Regions from separate parts of the Zea mays genome. Here region 1 is linked to region 2. The links are chromatin contacts, called in public Hi-C maps. All regions are on one chromosome and are shown on one strand. The core of a region is the stretch at or near the end of the contact, and the rest is flanking DNA. Distances in the headings are between cores, read along the strand shown.

Region 1 (6,413 bases), core at 1,614-4,113, 330 kb before region 2:
TGTTTTCAATCACGGCGAGCCTGATTAAGATGGCATGGTCACCGTCTTTGCTGGTTTTTTATCTAGGAAAAAGAGAAGAGTAAAAAGGCAACTGTTCCTAAGGGCTAGTTTCTATTTTCCCAACATATTCTCATTTTCCCTAGAAAAATAAACTAATTTTCCTTAGTAAAATTAAAATCTCTCAGAAAAATTGCTTGTCAAACTAGCACTAACAAGGTGAATGTTTGTCTAGACGTTATAAGGGCATGTACAACCATAAGAACATGCCCTTAAAAATAGTTTTAAGAGCATTTTTTGTGTTATCTCCAATAGTACACCTAAATGCAAACGTAAAATTAAAACATGCCATAGTTTATTTGGCTCATATGTGTTCACGTGCAACAAAAACAAGCCATTTTTTGTGCTAAAACCGTCTGTGAATTATCTCTACCGCGTCTCTGCGTCAGACTTTTGTGCTAAAACCGTCTGTGAATTATCTCTACCGCGTCTCTGCGCCAGACATAGGGCCTGTTTGGTTCAGTTTTTTTCTGACCAGCTTTTCTGAGAATCTGACTGTGTAGAAAATCTGAGTATCATTAGGATTACGTGCGGAGGAAGATAAAGTTGTTCATGGGGCTTAGGATCTATAAAGTGACGGATTACTGCTATTGCGACGACTCAACCGATTATATATTTATATTGATTTTGAATGGTTTTTACCCAAATGAATTTTATAGAAGCTGACTAAAAAGCTGAGTGTTTGGCAGTCTGCAGCAGCTTTTGGTGGCTAGAAGCTGCAAAAAGCCCAAACAAACATGGGCATAGCTCTCCTCGATTCGTTGGGGGGTAATCAGGTAAGCAAATTTTGCTTTAATAATTCAAGTATGTTGATTACGCAGTGAGTTGAAAAATATTTTTTTATCACCCGTAGAGATGGCAATGAGTATATACACGTTGGTAGTATCATTTCATTCTCGTACCCATTAGAAAAAATTATACACGATCACGGGTACAAAATCTTACTAGTACCCGTACTCGTACCCGCGCGATTAATTTTACTCGTTGGATAACATGTACCCACTAAGAAGGTCTCAAATCCTAATACTCCAATCACTCAAAATGTCAAATAAATACACAAAAAATAATTTCAACGTGAAATATAACAAACCATATGATTATATAACTTGATAGTTAAATAAACAATAGCTGAAGAAAAGTTTTATTTTAACTAAGATGAACTTTCTTAGATGATAACAGTGGTATTATACGGGTACATTTTACCCACGGGTATACGGATATAGGTAGTATCCACCCATATATACTCGTACCCGTGTACCCAACGGGTAGAAGTTGTTGTTCATTAACGTACCCGCGTGTATAGAAATCATTCCATAGCCACCTACATATCGGGTAAAACCTATCGGGTATTCGGATACCCGTTGCCTTCACCTGTACTTTCTAGTCGATAGTTCGTCAAATTAAAATGTGTCGTCGCATTGAGAACACACCAAACGAAAAAACGACGGATGGGCCTGCCAGAGACTTGCTGGGTTGGCAGGACACGTTTGGGAACCAAAACGTCCCCTTTTTGTAACTACAAAATGGAAAATTTCTGGGGCTATGAAAAAGTTGGGAAAGGTTTAAGAGCTCTGTTGGAGGCTTGATTTTTCCTATTTGTCTTTAACTCTAAGTTAGGAGACATTTTAAGAGACCTCTTGTATATGCTCTAAGGCTGCTAGATCGTTTTTCATGTATAAAAGATAGCTAAAAGATTGTATGATACAATTATGAGCTTATAGTCATAAATATAGTTAAGAGACAATATACGTAGAGAGTTGTGTAGAGACTGGTTCTCCGTGAAAGATCGTCTCTTATACTATTTTTTTAGCCCCCTCAAGAGACCTACATTAAATAGGGTTGACCCTAGTTAGTGTGGGTTCTCTAGGGGTTTGTTGGAATAAAATACAAATAGACGGATTCTTCGTGAAGAGTGTGTCTCCATACGATTCTTTATATTTATTGTCTCTTAATTGTATTTATGATCTAGAGACTTAGAATTATAGCTCTCTCTTGTATGCTTAGAAAATCGAACCCTAGTTTCAGGGTGGTACATGCCATATATGTCTTTGTTTTTATCTGTTTCTCTTATTAGTAGGTGAGGCTTCCCATGGCATGTCATATATTAGATGATATAACTAATAATTCATTCCAAAAAGACCATCATAGAGTGAGTAAGAGAGAGACGGAGAGAGTAAAGAAATAAATTCCAAAAAGAGAGGGAGAGGATGAGGGCAAGAGTGGCCCATGTGTAGGCCCATAACGAAAAGCACTAATAAAAGCGGAAAGCTCCTTTTGCCGGCCTCCATTACTTTTCTAGCCCAGACCTGTCCACCTCCACAGGGGCATCAATGCACCTCCTGCTCACCGACATGCGGGACACCAGCGCTACCGGCCCCACCTGACATGGACACGCGCTTTCCCGTGGATGCTAATTTCTCCAGCCCGGGATGCTGCGTGCCACCACAGGGTGATTTGGCGCGCGCGGGCCCCACGCCGGGCGAACTCGTGGCCCAGGATTGCCCTCGGGCCGGTCGCGGGGAACCGGCCGAGCCGAGCCGAGCCCCCGTAAAGTAAAGTATGTAAACCACTGGCGCCTCGTTTGTTAAAAACACCCCTTGGTTGTTCCATATCTCTAACAGATCCACAGCTCTCCTAGTTTGTTTGCAGTGTGCGCACCAGCACTGAACGTTGGGATGGCCATGCATCACAGCCGTTGATTTTTGCAGCTAAGCAAGGTACACTACATACATAGGACGAGTATGCAATTAGTGGAATAGTAGATGGGTGTGATTGCACGGACGCGTGCAACAAATTGGGCAAATCTTTTTCCCCTTTCAGGCGTCGCCAACTCCACTTGTCAGATCTTGCCCGTATGGTATGGAGCTCGCCGGAGCAGCCTCCCCTCACCCGCCGCCGGAATCCCACGTGGCGCCGCCCCGCCCACCTCCGCAGCCGCCGGAAGAGGTGAGCTCGCACCCTCTTCTCTTTCTCGTCAAAACCTGTTCTTGCCCCTCCCCTCTGCTTCCTCGACGTCCGGAACCTCGTCTTTTAACCCGCCGCCGCCAATCGACCTGTCCCTCACCGACGTTGCAGCCAGCTCGTACGCCTCTAACTCAGATTCTGGGAGGAGTTCCCGGACACCCCCCCCTCCCCCCCAAAAAAAAAAAAACGGTGCTGCTGTCTTCAGTCCTCCCCATCAGTTGTTCTTCATCATGTCCTTTATTGTTCCTTTTGACTATTTGATTCGAGAAAAAAAGTTGCGACTTTCATGATCCAAGCATATCTTTTCCCCTTTTCCAATACTTGCAACTGCTCTGGCTGGTGGCTGCCGCCCCTGTGCTCGTTAGAAACTTTGCAGATAGTCTTAGTAGTACTGCAAGTGCAAGATATGGTCCGATTGTCCCTCTAGCTGCAGATTGTTGTTTCTTATTCTATGGACTATGGAGGGTAGGTTAGGTTAGCTACACATCATGGCAACCTACTTTTCCGTTAAGCTGGTTGGTTCAATTGCAAAAGGCTGACCTTGGGGCTGCGTTTTGCAACAACTAGTAGCCGTATGACTTACGAGGGTTCAATTTGTCTCTGAACAACCGATGCTTCGGTTTTTGTGAGGATATGCAGAGAGAAGATCAGCTACACGTAGTGGATAGGCGAATTCCCTTTCCCCGCTTGAGTACTCATTAAAGCCATTTCTTGATGTGGCTACCCGTCCGGTTCTGTGGAAGTAGTGTTTCTAAACAGCTTGGGTACGTAGGGCTCTATTCTATCCCTTGTCAAGTTTAGCCTTGTGATGCAGAATTGCAAAATTGCTTTTCTGTTGCAAGTTTTTATTTTGTAGTTTCTTGATTTGGGTGTTGGTAGCCAGTTTTGGATAGGTTGATGGGGATCCTCTATAAGCTTTTTAACCTTGATGCTATGATTCGCGGAGCCAAAAAATTTGAGACCACCTCAGTACATGTGGATTGGGGTGAATACTAGAGTGCCCAAACAAATCCTAAAGGTACTATGAAATCTTGGTTTGGATCCACATGCAGTTATGGTACCTTGGATACAGTTGTTCCTGAGCATGGATTTGATTGAGGTCGAATTTCCCAAAATACTGAAACAAAACGGGCCTACCCGCTATGCGGCTACTAGAGTTAATGGTCCTATGACAAAGGAATAACAACCATAAGATGTAACACTCAAAGTACTAAATGTAAAAAGTACAGTGTAACCAAGTAGAAGGTTATTACATCGTGCATATGGCTATGCAAAACAATGTTTTACACTATAGACTACATTGTTTATAGAGTGAAGTTTAAAATGAGATATGAGGACGAGTAAGCTGCTAGATATATAGGGGGTGTTTGGTTTGTAGGGATTAAACTTTAGTCCCTCCACTTTATTCCATTTTAGTTCTCAAATTGTTAAATAGGGAAACTAAAATAGAGCTTTAACTTCCATATTTAGTAATTTAGGGACTAAAATAGAATGAAATAGAGGGACTAAAAATTAGTCCCTATAAACCAAACACCCCCATAGTCTCAATGATAACATACCGGAGAGATTAGTTCACTGCAATAAGTACAGTAACACCATCATCGCTCATATCTTGATGGAATATGATGTACCACTGAAGTATATCTGCTTTGACCTTGGCAAACTAGTTCTGTGAAAACATGCTGATTAAGGCGTTCCTCTTTTACAAATAAGATGTCAAGGTTTGCTATAGCTGCCAAGATTTTTAGCTTGTGTAAGGAGGGAATGAAAGATAATCACTGACTGTAGTTATTAGTGAAGAGGATATATAATTATGTGTCTTCTAAGCAAACACGGAGTAAATGTCTTAGATATAAGCATATAACTATATAAGCATCATGTACTTGCTTGGCTCCTTGGATTTCTAAAGTTCTGTTATTTGCTAGGATTTCTAAAGTTCTGTTATTTGCCAGTAAATGTAATAGACATATTTTACATCATCTTACAATCATATTTCCTTCTATCTCAATACATCTATTTTACTTAGTCTTCGTGTATTTGTCAGGATTTATGTGAAGATAGAGGGGACATGAGTGTCACCGGCGAAAAGCCATGCACACATCGGGAATCAGATGTTGGTCAGACAAATAGTTGTAGCCTTAACAATTCCAGTGAGTGTGAGAATCATACACCCAGCAACGACGAAATATCGGAACCAGAGTCCAATTTGGAGATGGCCAAGACTGATCAGGGCGGCGATGTGCCGAGCGGAGAGAAGGTCCTGAAGAAGCCAGACAAGATCCTGCCGTGCCCTCGCTGCAACAGCATGGACACGAAGTTCTGCTACTACAACAACTACAACATCAAGCAGCCAAGGCATTTCTGCAAGAGCTGTCAGAGGTACTGGACCGCAGGCGGAAGCATGAGAAACATCCCCGTTGGTGCTGGGAGGCGCAAGAGCAAGAGCTCCAGCGCGAGTTGCCGCAGCGTGTTGATTCCCGTTCCAGGCAGCAGTAGTGTAGCTAATCCTGGCGGAGAGGCTTCCCTGTTTCCGTTGTCCGTAAAAGCAAACCAAGCAGCAGTTAGCTTCGGGCCTGATTCCCCCCTCTGCACCTCCATGGCCTCCGTGCTGAAGATCGGAGGAGGAGGAGAGCAGGTTAAGAGCTGCAGCCCTGCCTCAGCAGCAGCACAGCCCAGGAACGGAGAAACCCAGACCCAGACGTGCGCACCTTCTTCTGCTGCTACAACACCATCAGATGGTCCAGGGAATGGATTGCAGAAAGGAGCAGAGAGCGCACACCAAAACCAAAACCAAAACCAAAACGGAATCATTGGGCACAGCAACGGAGTCACTCCAGTGCATCCTATACCGTTCTTCCCCGGACCGCCTTTCGTGTACCCCTGGAGTCCAGCATGGAACGGCATTCCCGCCATGGCAGCGGCGGTGTGCGCAGCCCCAGCGACAGCCGAAGCAGCGATTTCATCAGAACACGGCACCGCGAGCAGCACCGTCCAGTGGAACGTGCCACCAGCGATCGTGCCCGTGCTGCCACCGGGATTCTGCGGCCCGATCCCAGTCCCGGTAATCCCGCCGCCTTCCGTCTGGCCACTGATCACTCCCTGGCCCAACGCAGCATGGAGCGCGCCGTGGCTCGGGCCTAGCGCTAGCGTGCCGCCGGGGTCATCTCGGAGCAGCGGCAGCAGCACGTGCTCCGACAGCGGCTGCGGCTCCGGCTCCCCCGTCCTGGGAAAGCACTCGAGGGAGTCGAGGCCGCAGGGCGACGAGAAGGCGGAACGACGGTGCCTGTGGATCCCCAAGACGCTCCGGATCGACGACCCTGTCGAGGCCGCCAAGAGCTCGATCTGGACGACGCTCGGGATCGAGCCTGGCGACCGGGGCATGTTCAGGCCGT
Region 2 (6,462 bases), core at 695-3,194:
GTTTATGACCGTTTCTAACCATTACCGTATTTTTTTTATTTTTTATTTCTACTTTCAATAAACTTTTGGTTTCTATTTCCTTTCAGCAATCAGCGCCATATTGATGTCACCGCCAAATAGTTAAAAATTGAAAATATGGTGAGTCCCTGACTGACAGGGAATCATTTTCGTTTAGAAAACACTGTTACCGATCTTTTCGATCATTCGTCCCTAGCTGATACGATGTCCGCATATAATTTTCACTGTGGTACAATTGAGGCCTGATACAACCCCAACGACCTTACCATAGCTTAAAATATAAACAATGTTTTAGCATTAGGTTGTCTCTAGCAGCATACACATCCTATCCCTCATTTTATCTTCTATTTCAAACTTCACACTGTAAACAGTGCAGTCTATAGTGCAAAACCGTATTTTGTACGACTATATGCGGGTGCTGTACCGCTACAACATACCTTTTGGTTTAGCACCATCACTTGTGGAGTGGCTACCAATTTGCTTATACTGATGAACGACACCTGCACTGCCTTTGGAGATGGTCTTCTCCGGTGTTTGTTGACGAATGACTTTGGAGATGTTCTTATCCGGTGTTTGTTGATGAATGACTCCTGCACTACTACCGGGGACCTTCTTCTCCAGCGCATCCTGAGAGAGATGCGACTGTCACGGACTGCAGAAGCAATTTTCAGCGATATATTCACTTGTACTTGATGCACCCGAAATGAAAAAAAAAGTGAACCAATCCTTGTAACATATACATACGAAACAATTGTCCCTACATCACTAACAGGTGAGGAGGCAACCCACAGAGCATTGCCTCTAATTGCAGAACGCGTAGGCGTTAGACAAGTTTCAAACGTGTGGATCGGTGCTAAATAGGAGATAACTAACAGACAACATTTCGGTGCCACCCCCCCCCCCCCCCCCCCCCCCCAAAAAAAAAAGAAAAAGAAGAAGAAGACTCCAATCCAAACAAAAACAATATTACAAAGAACACAATCGCTTTCGAGAGTAACAGCCAACAGACCTGTCGCGTGTCAGCGCCACTACCACTCGGACGTCTCTTCTCCGCCACGTGATCCAACAAAGGCAGAACGACCTCCTGAATCCAACACGGTGAAGAAAACACGGGGGTGCAAAAAAAAAAGTAGCGGAAATCAGTGAGCCGTCGTCCCCGCTCGCACATGGTGCCGTCCAAATCAATCAGCGTCAAACAACGGCTGAGGGAAAAATAGAGGGTTCGAAACAGGCGACGGGGGTACCTGTCGGTGCCGCTCCTCCGTCGTCACGTATCCTGCATCGCCCACACCAATCAGAAAGTATAAGACAACAGAAGCCAGTCCCGAAAAGGCGAGAAGCGGGCGGCTGGTTAATCAGCACGGGCGCGCGGTAACCGGACAGGCGGGCAACCGCTGGAGAGAACTAGAGCCCCAGATCCAGACGGCGGAGACGCGGTGATCCGAGCGCGGCGGGCCCCGCGCTCCCAACCCAATGCGCAATGAGAGGAAGCGAACGGGGAAGGGTAGGCGTAGCGTAGGGTAGACGTACCGGAGGGGGCGCGGTCGAAGAGGAAGGCCAAGGGCACGAGCAGGGAGCAGAGGACGAGCGCCAGCACCGCCACGCGAGGGCCTCTCCGCCTCTTGAGCGCCGGCAGTAGCAGCGGCTGCGCCTTCATCGCGTCCTCCTACTCCTCGGGTTCCCGGCGGCCGCGGCCCCTCCGCTGATCATCTCACTCGCTCACACACTCACTGCGGGGCGGCTACTACGGGAGTGACTGACGGCGCTTGCCGTTGCCGTTGCCGTTGCCGCGTTGGAGGCGGTTGCTTTGATCGGCGACGGGGCACTGGCGCAGTGCGGTGCCGCCGAGTGAACAGTGAAGTGAGCCGTGAGAGAGACAGCCAATGGGTTCGCTTGGTGGTGCGGTGCGGCCGTGCGGGCGTGCCCGAGCCGAGTACGTGTCCCTTTTTGTTAAGACAACTGGTTCACCTGCTCTCCAATGGCCGAGTACGGTTTCTCGTGTTTCCCACTTGCAAGGCATCACGTGATTTCGCTAGACCGTAATAATCATAAAATATCATCGGAGCAAAGAAAATGTATGGTAAGAGTGGTGGTTGATATCTGTGGCGGAAGTTTTTACCATGGAATGTTTCCTCCGAAATTCTTACGAATTGTTAAGGCATTCTATAGGAATTCTGTGTGGTTCTAAAACCTTTGATAATTTGCTCCAAATGGACACGTAGGAAAATTGCAATAGGAGTCAAACCTGATCTTAAGCTGTTGAACGAGTAGGGTGAACGCATCAAAACCCAACGAAAATACGCGGGGTCAATTAGTCCAAGATACTCATATGCGAGATGACAGAAAGGATCCCAGCTCCAAACACACACGTTCGTACATCTGCTAGTTCTGCCCAATCCCCAAAATGAGCACATGCACACCAGCCAACAACCTTGCTACCATAGTCCAAAGTCAGTAAGTCACCCACCATCGTATAGATATATATATATACACACACAGCTGAGGCATATCCCCTTCCCAGACTACGCGGGCAAGTTTGTCACAGGACCATGTAGTTCCCGTTTTTCTTGTAAATTGTGAATTCAGATTCAAGGCCCTCCAATATCTCCAGGACCGATTCTCTCTTGGATCCCTTGAAGTGCTTGGCAACATCCTCCAGCGATACCTGAAATAATATGCCATTCGTCAGAACAGGAACGGCATGGATTTCGGAAGCAGGTCCTGACGTTTTAAGTCAGAGTGTGGGACACTGAAATGTTCGGCCCCACGCACACGAGTCCACATATCTCTAGACCAAGTCACTCAGCATCAGAGGTTTTCGATCAAGCTTGGGGGGAAAATGAAATGGTTTAGTACGTTTACCCCATTGCAGCTCGCAACCAGATCTAGCACAGAATCTACAGTAGCAGTCGCCGTGCCAGTTAACTCAGCTCCATGCTCGTATGTCCTTTGCAGTTTTGTTGCTGGCTCCTCAGCACAAACAGTTTGACCTCTCTTTGCTGAAGGGTTTGCATCACTGGCCTCTGCCGCTGCTGGGACACCATTTCCGCCTGCTTCACTTGCATGGCAGGAAGATATTGGTGACTCTGCTATTCTACTAGAGACACCGTCAGCGGTACCGTTACCAAAGACTTGCTCTGACAATCCACACCCCTCAATAGTCAGGAATGTCTTGATCATGTCATAAGTTACCTGTAATTTTCCCTAAGTAAATTAGGCATTCATGACTGCTTTGGATGAACATAAAATGAAATGTGGGTTGCTGCTTGATGAGAGTGGCTGTTATGTTTTTCAGAAGCAATACTAAGTTTTTTTTTTGCAGGGAAAAGCGACACTGTTTAATCAGAAATAGAAATGGGGTGGTTAGGCAGAGGGAGAGTACATTCTCTGGGAGCTCCTCTTTGATTGGCTTCATTTTCTCACGTGATCCAACCTTTGAGATTGCAAGACGAATTGCGGTGGCTATATCAGGTGTCAGCCCTACTTCCCTGCAAAACCTACTCCAGTCCATCTCACATCCTTCTCGAGCAGCATCAAGAATGTACGCAATAACTGTTTGCTCTTTTATTGGCACTGCTCTGCGGAAATACTAGAATACACAATCATATCAAGCTGTGAACTTGAGTATCATGTCAGCAGAAAACGAAAACTGTGGTAACTTACAGCAATTTTCAGGAATGAGTACTCCTGCTTATGCCACAATTCCCATGCAGTCAGCTTTGCATCACCCAAGATCCCAGGAAGATTGTTTTGTACAGGTTTTGGTATACCAGCAATATTTTCTGCAGCTGGATTTGTTGGTGGTGGTGGTGGAAATGGTGAATTATCCAACGGGAGGTTTAACTCCTTCGACAATTCCGCAATATTTTGGATGAAAATGTTACTGAAACGTGAAATAAAATGCTGCAAACAAAAGGTCAGATGTATCAATATATAAGTACAATACAGAAAACAACGGCCACACAGTATTGTTTTTTTTAAAAAAAATGGATGAACTGCCGAGATGCATACTACTCGGATTAACAAAAGATAGTTTGATAAGTAACCATTTCAAAGTAGTACCTGGTTGACACCATCGATATTAGCAAGTCTAGCTCCAGTAGAAGGTCTCATCTTTGCAAAGTTTCTTATTGTCTGATCGCCACATACAGCATACCTGTAATAAGCAGGATTAACGAAATTCAGTTCACTAACTTCTCCAAATTCTAGCATAAACTAGCTTAAGAACATATATCCATAAACTTGTTATGGTAGTTTAGATTTTTACTCACGGAGCAGTGCCAATATCTTGAGCAATCTTCATCCTAACATTCAGGAGCCTTTGATAGAGTTTTGATTCATCCTGCAAAATTTTAAATCAGGAAAAAGAATAAAATACTGAAAATTCCCAGGTGGGTGACTGCGTGGGGATCAATAAATAGCATTTTGATGAGCCTACCTCAGAAAATTTTTCAGATTCTAATGTTGGCACAAGATTCAAACCACCTTCTTTATGATGTGAACTACCGTGCTCCTCTAGTTCAATCATCTCTGCAGTCAGCTGAAATACCAGTGGTGCTCCATCTATTTTATCAGCAGTAGAGAGAAACTTGACCCCTTTTGGACTGACACTGAATATATAGACGCGGGTTAGGGGCGGTTGTCCTTAAGCATTTCTGCAAAGTTTACTTCAAGACTAAGCTTAGCAAAGGGCTACAAAAAGGGAATAAATACAATGAGTACAAAATTCATAAGGAACCGCAACACAGCACCTGACAAATCTAAATGTATCACGAACAGTCTCCTTCAAATAATCTGCGTGTAGATAAAAGAAAATAAATAAATTATAGCACAATTTAAGGTGGCAAAAGCATTTTGTTGTCCTAAAACCTAATGCGGATAGCTTGGCATAGCCACATATCAAGGACAAAATAAACAAAAAAAACTTAACAAGGAGAAGAAACATTCCTGTGATTTTGTTCTTAATGAAGTTTGTGCCAGCCTTCAAACTTGGATTAGTGACAACTTCAACGGTCTAACCAGTGTATTTCATTTAAGAATATACCCGGTTTACATTCAAACAAAATTTTAAGGAAGGTGTGAAGTCAATACCTGAGATGTTCATGAATGCGCTTACTGTTTAGGTTGATAGAAAGATGTTAAGCCTTGAAAACAGAGTATACTTTCTAGGCTTTACAGGTTACAAGGCCTGAAAACAATAGGGCGTGTTTGGAAGCAAAGTATTTCAAAACCATGGTTTTGGAATACTACGGTTTTAAGATGTCGATGTGAAGCTTGCACTCAACAGGTGAAGATGTACATGAGAACACACTTCCTTAAGAGTATAATTCAGTGTACTTATTATGGTCATATCTGTTGTGAATATCTTCTACGATGCAAAAAATTAAGTGCATACATAATACACCTTTGCTTGCATTCAAATGAAATCTTTCTGTAATACTTTCTTCTTTTGCCAGGGAAAAGACAGCAATAGAATTGTCTGTGCGGAGGAGAATCGATATTTTAAAAGAGGTGTTGCTTCACACAACTTACAAGAATAATAGAATGAATAGAGAGGTCAACATTAGTACCATGTGCTATAAGAAGACCACCAAGTGCTTTCCACCAGTTTGACGAATAATCTTTACCACGCCCATGCATTTGTAGTTTATCATAATTGTTGTCAACAATCTTCTTGGCCTACAAAATGAGAAATATTTGAAATTCGCCATCTACTTAGAAAAGACAATTTAGTAACCAAGACTAAATTCTACAAAAATTTACTGTCCAATCCATAGTCACAAAACAGGGCCAAAGGCATCAACACTCAACCCACAACCCTAATAAAAAATATTGTGGAGACTTCAATTGCTTACAGTAGACTTCAGTACGCATAACAGTGCATTCCGTCCCATACAGACATTCCATTCCAGTGATAAAATTATCAGCACATACATGACACCGAATGAACTACAGGCAGCTAATGTATGTCACCATTGTAGAAAACTGAAACAAGGATAAGACTTACTCGTGAGCCACGGAGAACATCAATAGGTAAATTGAGGCCCCAGCGTCCTCCACAAGATTTGATGCAGGACAGCAACAAAAAGACTTCTTTTGACAAATCCCTCTCATTTTTCACTGCTGTGCAATTATCACAATTACCTGCAGGATCAAGATATGTGCCAACCATAATCATGTCACTACAAGACAATTCCAGCAGTTGAAATGAGGTTGCACGATACCTCATAAACTAGTAAATTAAGCTATATTATAAGAATAAACAAGCAATACATGGTACTACCTCAGTTCTCGAATATTTGTCGCCCGCTAGTTCATTTTTGAACTAAAACGTGACAAATAAAAAAGAATGGAGGGAGTATAAAATAGAAAGAACGTACCACAGTCAATGTTCCATTCTTCACCAAAATATTGCAATAAGAACCTCCTACGGCATGTAGCAAG

The links. Hi-C and Micro-C count contacts between places; a contact is called where the count stands out from the background.
Region 1: a contact with region 2 is called in a Hi-C map of ear, with 2.3 times the contacts expected there. The contact joins the promoter of LOC100276261 here to the promoter of LOC103633569 in region 2. A contact is called at or near these places in 3 of 25 Hi-C or Micro-C datasets (bundle sheath, ear and tassel).

What each region holds. Positions count from the first base shown.
Region 1 is chr7:182,799,425-182,805,837 of Zm-B73-REFERENCE-NAM-5.0, reverse strand. It overlaps LOC100276261, which reads left to right and starts at 2,863. Exons shown (of 2, transcript NM_001150092.2): 1 at 2,863-3,003; 2 at 5,066-6,413. The coding sequence starts at 2,917.
Region 2 is chr7:182,471,298-182,477,759 of Zm-B73-REFERENCE-NAM-5.0, reverse strand. It overlaps LOC103633569, which reads right to left and starts at 1,944. Exons shown (of 11, transcript XR_004851629.1): 1 at 1,549-1,944; 2 at 1,263-1,294; 3 at 1,028-1,102; 4 at 456-645. It overlaps LOC103633568, which reads right to left. Exons shown (of 20, transcript NM_001348048.1): 10 at 6,399-6,462; 11 at 6,026-6,162; 12 at 5,589-5,697; 13 at 4,770-4,812; 14 at 4,457-4,628; 15 at 4,290-4,360; 16 at 4,081-4,174; 17 at 3,682-3,921; 18 at 3,401-3,607; 19 at 2,881-3,210; 20 at 2,349-2,683. The coding sequence ends at 2,558.